2 separate regions of the Rattus norvegicus genome follow, and region 2 is linked to region 1. The links are chromatin contacts, called in public Hi-C maps. All regions are on one chromosome and are shown on one strand. The core of a region is the stretch at or near the end of the contact, and the rest is flanking DNA. Distances in the headings are between cores, read along the strand shown. Region 1 has its middle 26 kb from the start of Or2at1. Region 2 overlaps Xrra1 (X-ray radiation resistance associated 1).

Region 1 (4,744 bases), core at 1,367-3,866:
AGGGAGTTTTATTTTGTTGCTATTTAAAAATGACTATACTTATCAAGAACAAGTCACAACCCATTATTGCTGAAATACTATCCTAGCAGAAAAGAGTGAGAATGGTGTGTACCAAGTGAAACCAAATGGTGAACTGTCTATTGTCCTGGAAGACATTTCGGCTACTGCCTTTGCCTATGAATGATACCATGGCTGGGTATCATAGTAAGTACATGCTTAGCTACTGCCTTTACCCATGAATAATACCATAGCTGGGTATAACAGTCAAGTGCATGCAAGCAGAGAAGTAAAGCTCCAGCTGGAAAGAGAGAGTTGATGAAGGGTCATTGTCATTGTCAACTGGGTTAAATCATGATCAGAGCTTTGCTTTGTTGATATTACTCCTGATGAAAAAGCCTATAAAACTACTGAGGCCATGCCACTTTACAATCATAAACCTGACTCCATGTTTGAGTGACAACATTTTTAGACTACTGAAAGGAATAATTTTCCTCTTCAAAATACAGGGACCTAAACTCCACAAGCAAGGAAAGTTTTAGGTAGTAGGGGTGTGGAAAATGAAGGTCAGTTTAAAGAGCCAGAATCAAGTATAGACAGAATGAATCTGAAGAAATTGAGCTGCCATGATGAGGGAAGAGAGAGATGTTAATGGCTAGAGAGTATCATGGGATTGCGGTGACTTGAGATGAGAAATTTGTAATCACAACCAATGCTAAGCAGCAGGTAGAGAAACGTCCCTGGAGAAAGCAGGCCTTGCGCCTGGGAGGTTTTCCTTTCTGATTATTGTACTACAGAACAGAGATTAAGGATTCAAGATCTGCAGCCAGGGGGTCCACTTCACATGACTTTGGTCAAGTCATTTCATGTAAGACAAGGATCTGCCAAATAGAAAGGCCTGCCCTGTGGAGCTGTTAAGAAGAGAAAGCTGGCTGACATTGGAAAGCACTCAGAACAGTGCCTAATGCACAGAGCACTTGATGAAGTTAGTGTCTGTGGTCAGTCAGCTAGCTATTAGCTAATTCATCTGACACAGCTGGAGGAAAGGGGAGATGTGGTGCAGCCTGTCACTCCCACTCACAGCTTTGGCCTGGAGTCGGACCTGAGTTCACACCACTTCATGTTAAATTTCCGTTTGTCTGTCTGAGAAAAGCTCCCTGTCAGGGGGGAGGGGTATGAGGACTGGGGATATAGCTTAATCAGCAGAGTGCTTTCCTAGCTTGTATAAAGCCTTGGACTTGATCCCCATAGCCACCATATAACCAGGCACGTGTGTGTGTGTGTGTGTGTGTGCACGTTGTATATATGTGTGTGTGTATATATGTGTATATGTGTGTATGTGTGTGTATATATGTGTGTGTGTGTATGTGTGTATATGTATATACGTGTGTGTGTGTGTGTGTGTGTGTGTGTGTGTGTGTGTGTAACTCCAGCAATCAGGAGGTAGAAGCAGATAGATCAGAAATTCACCATCATCCTCAGCTACATAGTGAGTTCAAGGCCATCCTAGGCTACATGTAACTCTGTCTCAATAAAATAAAATAATAAAATAATAGAACGAGGGGGCTGTGAATAGTTCGCACTGTACATGGCACAGGACAGGGCCTGGTGCTTACACTCTTCCAGCCTTTAGCCCCTCTTCTACCCCACAGCAGCTGGTCCATACCCAACTCCACTTTGTCTAGGGGGCCTTGAGTGATTTTCCATTCTTCACAGTTAAAGAAATCCAAATAAAGCCTGTGCTTATTTTTCAGATGGGAAAACTACTGGTAAAAGCAGCAGAGGCAGGCCTGGAATCCAAAAGTCCCCTCTTCCCTTAGCTCTGCCTCTTTCTCTGTGCCCTCAGTTCCCTCAGCCCCGTTGCCCCTGCCAGGTGGGAGTAGAGTCAGGTGCCAGGCAGAACCCCTAGCCTCTAGAGACGGAAGTAAACTCAAGGTTGATTCTGTTGCTCCTCCTTTAGGGTTTGTTGCCTCCTTTGGCTTTCTGCATCCTACAGGGAGACTTGGCGTCCACGTAGACAGCACTCACAGTAGCTGAGCATTGGTTTGGAGATCTGAGGAGGGCTCAGGGCTCACATGGCCGGGAAGGGCAGACCACAGTGAGCAGAAAGGGATGAAGGTTTCCCTGGGAGGAGGTTCTCGGTCTAAACAAGGTCATGTCATCTCCTTGGCGCCTCAGGACTCACTAGTTAGGTCAGCACCATGATCTGCAGCATATATCCTGGGGAAGCTGAGGCTTGAAGCAATGAAGTCATCCGCTCGGGGTCCCAAAGTCAAGAATGTTCAAATAGGGGATTTCCCCTCTGGCCACAGGCCCCGCCTCTGGACACGCCCTGCTTCAGGAGGTTCCCCATTGCCCCCACTCTGAAGATGAGCTCCCCTCCTGTTCTGCTGGGCAGTGGCCACCCCATTGAGTCTGTCACCCCTTCTCAGGATAGGGATCCTCATTGAAAAGAGGAAGGTCCCCTACATTTCCGAGGCCTGCCGAGTGGCTCTTTCCAGAGCGGCAGTCTTCCCTCAGCTGGGTGAACTCCAGGCCACGCCCCACCCACCCGTCTCCGGGATAATGAATTGTGCGCCTGCGGGCCCAGCTGCAATGCTTTCGTCACCCAATTACCGGAGCTGCTGGCGCGATAAATCTGCTCACACAAACGCAGGACAGTCTGCAGCCATTTTCATAGCCATTACTGTGCATAGGACATTGGAACTCAGGTCATTTGCTTTTCTGACATGGATTTCCTATCCCCACACCCCTCCATCTTTTCTGCCTTCTTGCATTCCTCATTGTCAGCTACACCCCTCCCCTCTGCATTCCTCAAGCGCCTCTACCTCCCTTCCCTGGGTTGTGGGCCAAGATGAGAAGACTCGGTGTGACCTTGGCCAAGTCATTTCACCTTTCTGGGCTTCAGTTTCTTGTAAAATATAAATGATGTCAGTGACTTTACAAGGTTTTTGAAGATTAGCTCACCCAGGCATGGCGCACGCCTCGCTGGCAGTAACAGGGGTGCTTGTCAGCATTCTTTGTTATTTTTAAAACAGTTGTGTATTTATCATAATGCGTGTTAGGGAAAAATATAATATCGAGCCTGTACCACTGCTAGGAGACCATGAAATTAGAGATCCAAATAAAGTATGCTAAAGGAAAGTATTAAAAGTAAGCCACAGATTTAGCTACTATGGAAGGCGTGTGGCTGAGAGAAGGGTGAGAGCCTGAAATAACAGCCACACAATGTTGCATCCATAAACATCTGTTCTGTTCCCCACCCTGCCCCAGTTCCTGCAGACAGGAACCGGAGCCTTTGAAGGGAGACGGCCTACCCTGCTGAGAGACACGGGCTGATCCGCAACAGGGTGTTGGGGGGACCTCGGGGCCTTTGTTCTCATGAGAAATGGACAGGCAGAATTTACCAGGCAGAACCCCTGTTTGGTAGTGGGGACAGGGGCTCCAATGGCAGTGTTTCTCTCCCTTGGGAAGCCCCGTGTCCACTTCTCTTTGAAGTAAACCCTGTCATGGTCAGGCAAGATGGTTGTCATGGCACTTACCCCGCAGGACTTCCCTTGACATCTCAGACTTCTGGACTTGCAGGGCGGCCCAAAGCCAAGAGACAGGAGGCCCTGAGACCACATCTGCAAGGAGAGGCACGGAGGAGCAGGTACACACTGAGGACATGATGGAAAGGGATTTAGTGGTGGCGTGGTATGAAGGGAGGCATGTGTGGGGAGTAGAAAAGTACTCCCAAGATCCTTTTGGGTGCTGGCCATTCCTGCCAGGAGGGAGGTCCTCACTTCTCATCATGAAGAAAGCTGACTGAACCTGGGAGTTTTCAGGCCCATCCCAGGGCTGTCCCTAGGCAACAGAGAGACTGAGACAGAGCAGGCAGAGATGGCCAGAGACAGGATGCCACTGAAGGGGTGAGGTCCAGCTGTCTATCTGAAGGGAACAAGGTGAGGAATTCCCAGGAAGAGTGCAGAGGACCCCCTCCATTTTCTTCCCCCCTGTAGGCATGCATGGAGGAAGATCAGAGCAGTTTCCACAGCCCCCAGAACAGAATTCACAGGCCAGCATGCAGCTTGGTGGTTTCAGACAAAGTAGGGCTGACCACCTAAAAAAGGCTGAGCCTTGGATATCTGGCAAAATAGGAGGAAAACCTAGCTGCCTGCCTCTGAACACACTGGCAATGGGCATGTGAAGAGGAGACACTGGACACTGCACAGGGAAGCCAAGCCCACCAACTCCCAGCTAACCCTGGGTTAACTGATCCAACTATCTTATATGAAACCAGAGGCAGATCCCACATTCCTCTGAGTGAGTGTGTGTGTGTGTGTGTGTGTGTGTGTGTGTGTGTGTGTGTGTGCACCTTTTGCACCACGGAGACCAAATGATGCCTCGGGGCAATTTTGAAAGTTCAGGCACTTTGAAAGAACAGGTTTCCTAGGGAATCCCCTCCCGGGAGTCTATGTGGATGACTTTAGCCTAAACGCTCAACAGTGGGAATATGGAGCCTGAAGAGACCATCTCCAATAGCCAGACAGGACCCCCAGTGGGGGGATGGGGACACCAACTCACCTATAAAACTTTTCACCCAAAATTGGTCCTGTCTAAAAGAAATGCAGGAACAAAGATAGAGCAGAGACAGAAGGAATCGCTGATCAGTGATTGGCCCATTTCTAGTCCCATCCCACGGCCAGGTACCAATCTCTCACACTATTAATGATGCCATGCTGTGCTTGCAGACAGGAGCCTAACA
Region 2 (4,482 bases), core at 1,713-4,212, 89 kb after region 1:
CACCTTAAGAATCTGTTCTTGGGGGGCTGGGGATTTAGCTCAGTGGTTAGAGTGCTTACCTAGCAAGCGCAAGGCCCTGGGTTCGGTCCCCAGCTCTGAAAAAAAGAAAAAAAAAAAAAAGAATCTGTTCTTGAGACTAGGCCATAGAACATGGTGAGAATTGGCCAGGGAGTTTGGTAGAGTCTAGTTCCTTGTGTGGAATTCCCACCACATAAGCTAACCAGTTGTATGGTAGGGGTACAGAAACTCTTATGATGGGAAAGAATGTTACAAGATTGGTTGTAGCTTCTGTTCATAACAATGGAAGTTTTGATGTGTACACAGCAGAAGAGGATAACTTGTCATATACTCAAGCAAGGAATTCAAATGGACGAATTGGACCTATGTGTATCAGCACATATTAATCTCCAAAGAGCTATACACATCTCAGATAAATCTCAAAGCCATACTCTCAAATAAAGAGACACATTCACACCATAGTATGAGTATAAAGTTTTAAAACATGTAAATAACCCTATGTATAATTGATGGGTATAAACGTTGGTGTGTGTGTTACATACATAAAAACCCAGAACAGAGATGAGGCCTGGGGTTTGAGGAGACAACATTGAGGGTGTGGTAGTAGAGGTCATAAGTCTTCTAATAGTTTCTTTCAAGTTTAGACAGTTCAGACTCAGGTCTGTTAAAACTGGGTCAAGGTGCACATCTTCAAAGTATCACTCTCTCTGCTTTTTGATACATTTGAAGTATTTCAGGGTAGAAGAAAACAGAAAAGTCCCCACAGCCCTCCCCACGTGTCTGCTCTTGCACTAAGAATGTTTCTTAGTCCCTTTTAGGCATTTGTCCTCTGGGCAGGTGCTCTGGTGTTTCTGCGAGGCTCCCAGGCAAGGGAACTAATCCTGTGTTTCTCTGGAATGCTTTCTGACAGGCAAAGGAAAAGGACTTCAAACACTTTACGTCTGTGATTTATATCAATGCCTCTGAAAACCTGCTGCCTCTAGGTAAGCTTTCTCTTCTCAGAAACTGTCCTCCTAGCCTGCAGAGCACTTACATTAGGATTTGTCTGTCTATCCACCTAGGATTGGCCTCTCATGGCCAGGAAATGGCTCTGGAGAGATCACAGATCTCAACTCTGGAGCGGTGCTGTCACTCAGCAAGGGTTTCCCTCAGCCGAAGCTCCTCTCCACATACACAGACAATCCTCTTCAGCCTGGGCAGGCCACCTTGCACTCTCCAGTGAGAGAAAAGGCCTTAGTAATTCAGCAAACCTACAGTGACCCCTGCTGGTGCCAGGACTGTGTGGAAGCGCACTGGATTAGAATGGGCTCAGATTCAGACTAAAACCAGGGTACATAGAAGCAGGGAGATCAGGAGACACCAGGCAAGCATATCAGAGCGACTTTAACCCAGTCCAGTGAGTCAGGAACTCTAGGAGAGAGCACCTAAGACATGATCAAAAAATAAATACACTGGGCCAGCAAGATGGCCAATCAAGTAGGTTCAAGCACCTACTGCCAAGTTTGGTGGCCTGCATTTGATCCCCGAGACTCCCAGGAGGGAAGGAACCATCTCCTGACAAACTGTCCTCTGACACCTGCATGTACTCACCACACACACACACACACACACACACACACACACACACACACACATACACACACACACACACACTCAGGAGTTGGGAAAGGTGCTTTGGGTTGAGGGGCATCTGTGGAATGGTACTGCCTTGTCAGTATGATTGTGTACAAGGCATACAGGAGGAGAAAAAACTGAGGCTAGACACATTGGCAGGGACTTGATCATCCAGAGCTTTGAAAGTTGTCCTCCAGACAGAAGAGGCATAGAAGGCTTTTAACCAGGGAAGCTCAGTGAGGAGGGGTTTTCCATGGAGGGAGATGAAGCTTGGGATGGAGGAGTGAAGGGGATTGAGAGAATGATCTGGAAGAGGTGGGCATCCTGGGGCTTGGCAACCTGTAAGGATATAAGGAAAGGGAGGAATCAAGGGAATACTCAGAGACAGTTCTAGTTTGTCTCAGTGAGAGGGGAGCTTCTATCAAAGCATCTAATGAGGTCCCTGCCTTAGAAGAAAGAGTAGTCTGCTAGGAGATGCCTTGGTATAAGCAGGCCAAAAGGCCTGTGAATAGATGACCAGCCTCACTAAGGAAGAAAACAGCACCAGGATACAGTTTTATGTCCTTCAAATATTGGCAAGTATGAAAAACACTAACCACAACCAGCCCTGGGGAGGCAGTGTAGACTCTCAGTGAAAGTCAAATATAAGAAAGCAGTATGACTCCTTGGAGGAAATTTGGTAGTCTCTTAAAATTTAAGACAGGGCTGGAGATCTGGATCAGCTGCTAAGAACATTTGCTGCCTTTGCAAAGGACCCAGGTTCAATTTCTAGCACCCATGGGGGCCACTCACAGCCACCTACAACTCCAGTTCCAGGGGATCCAGTAATGTCTTCTAGCCTCCATGGGCTTCTGCACATACTCACTGCACACAACACCACACAGGAACACATACAGATAGATAGATAGATAGATAGATAGATAGATAGATAGATAGATAGATAGATAGATAGATAGACAGACAGACAGACAGACAGACAGACCGGCCGGCCTTTAAAAGTTTAGGTAGTCACTGTCTTTAGTAATTCCATTTCTAGGAATATATTCTACAGAGAGAGTCTTACACGGGGAATTTCCCCAGTCAGTCTCTTGCTAGCCTTCACTGAGCATCCTGACACACAAACTTTTGTAGGCTACATAGTACACCAGGTTCACTTAGAGGGTTCTAAGTGATTGTACACTATACCCCCATTGTACAGCTTCAGGAGTCCTACGGTGGAGCCCCCATGGGTGGCTGTCTTGCAGGGCTGCCCGCTGGCTAAGAAGTCACCCTGGGTGGTGGACAGAAACTCTCATTGAGTAAATGTAAGAATTGCCCTTGCCAGGAAATCTCAACACAGGAACCAAGGTGCCGTTCTGTAGGTCTGTATTACAGCATTCCCATGAAGGACATGTCTGATGATAGGAGTCACCACTTAAAGAGAAGTGTCCCCTTCTTCCGGTATTTATAATTTATACTTTCTCCTGGTCCAGACACAATTTACCTCTGCAATCATTTTTACCACAAGCAATAGTTGCCTAGTAACACAGTTGCCATAGCATATGCTTCAGGTTACCAGGGAAACAGGCTTAGAAAGTGAATCTAAGATCCAGTTTTCATGCAAGAGGGAGTGTTTGATTGCCTCCTTCCCACATAGGTTAAATGCTACCAACAGGACAAGCTAGTGCATGTGTATACTAGAAAGGTAACTAAGATTTTGGACAAATTTAACATGGAATAATTTTCAAGTCATACCATTAAAGGAGAAAAGCCACAGTACAGCATGTGTTCCGTTTTTATAAGAGGAAGACTGTATTTCAATACATACATGAGAAAAATATTATATATATATATATATGAAATTTTAAACAGTTGACACTAAATGTTGGAATTAAAGGAACATTTTTCCCAGTGATGTTTGACTATTTGGGGTGGCCGTGTTAGCATCTCTAATCATAAATAATAGAGGTTATCTAGGAGTGTGGCTCAGTGGGATAGAGTTTGCCTAGCATGCACAAGACCCTCAGGTTGGTCCTGGACTGGAAAGAAAAAAGAAAGAACAGAGGTCATTTTTCAATGGGCAGGCCTTGCATCTGAACAGACTTACATTCAATCCTTAGTTTTCCCGCTGCTAAGCAACCTTATTTCTAACCAGTCATTTACCCTGCCTGAGCTGCCATTTCCTCAACCATAGAATGGACGTCACAGTTCCTATCAGTGAGAGTGGCAGAGATTTAAATCTTTCTAAAAGACCATTTTCTGTTGTGTGTGTATATGCAGTGTGTGCATGTGCGTGTGCGTGTATGCATGAATGCAGGATCCCTTGGGGCCAGGAGAGGTCATTGGAACCCCTAGAGCTGGAGTAATGGCAGTGGGAAGCCACCCAATATGGATGCTGGGAACTAAACTCTGGTCTTCTACAAGAGCAGTAAATTCTCTTAACCCCAAGCCATGTCTCCAGCCTTATGGTTAGAGATCTGAGGTCTGAGATATAAAGCATCTTCCACGGCTGGAAGCTCAGTGAATGGTCATTATTAGTATCCTTCTCTTTAAGCATTTTCAAGCTCAAGATTCTCTTTCTGTTCCCATGTAGATGTCTTTCACACATTTCCAACCCTAAAGGAGTTGGAGCTTGCGTTCAATGGCATCAAGATGGTCTATGTGAAATATGGAGACTTCAAGACATTGGAAGTAAGTTGGAGGTAGGAAGTTTTTGATCCTACCTGTTCCCTTGTCAGGAATGAGTGTAGGGATAATGACACATTGTGACTTTGGGGAAAGCTTCTTTGGGCTTTCACTGCTAGGTTCATGCTTCATGGCACTGGCCTCTAGAGAGGGTGGTGGTGATATGATGTGATGATGGTGGTGGTG

Evidence for each region. Hi-C and Micro-C count contacts between places; a contact is called where the count stands out from the background.
Region 2: a contact with region 1 is called in a Hi-C map of mammary epithelial cells, with 2.0 times the contacts expected there. The contact joins two enhancer-like sites. A contact is called at or near these places in 5 of 12 Hi-C or Micro-C datasets (the A7r5 cell line, Schwann cells, frontal cortex and 2 more).

The regions. Positions count from the first base shown.
Region 1 is chr1:163,525,390-163,530,133 of GRCr8, forward strand. No RefSeq gene overlaps it. Among named protein-coding and RNA genes, the nearest start is that of Or2at1, 26 kb to the left of the region's middle. Within about 2 kb of position 2,617, at least 15 of the 93 cell types and tissues checked have an H3K27ac peak or open chromatin away from gene starts, as enhancers often do.
Region 2 is chr1:163,614,444-163,618,925 of GRCr8, forward strand. Xrra1 (X-ray radiation resistance associated 1) reads left to right here. Exons shown (of 18, transcript XM_006229821.5): 5 at 929-1,001; 6 at 4,205-4,302. It overlaps LOC102547456 (a long non-coding RNA gene), which reads right to left. Exons shown (of 6, transcript XR_010060706.1): 6 at 1,785-1,971. Among named protein-coding and RNA genes, the nearest start is that of Xrra1, 21 kb to the left of the region's middle. Within about 2 kb of position 2,963, at least 10 of the 93 cell types and tissues checked have an H3K27ac peak or open chromatin away from gene starts, as enhancers often do.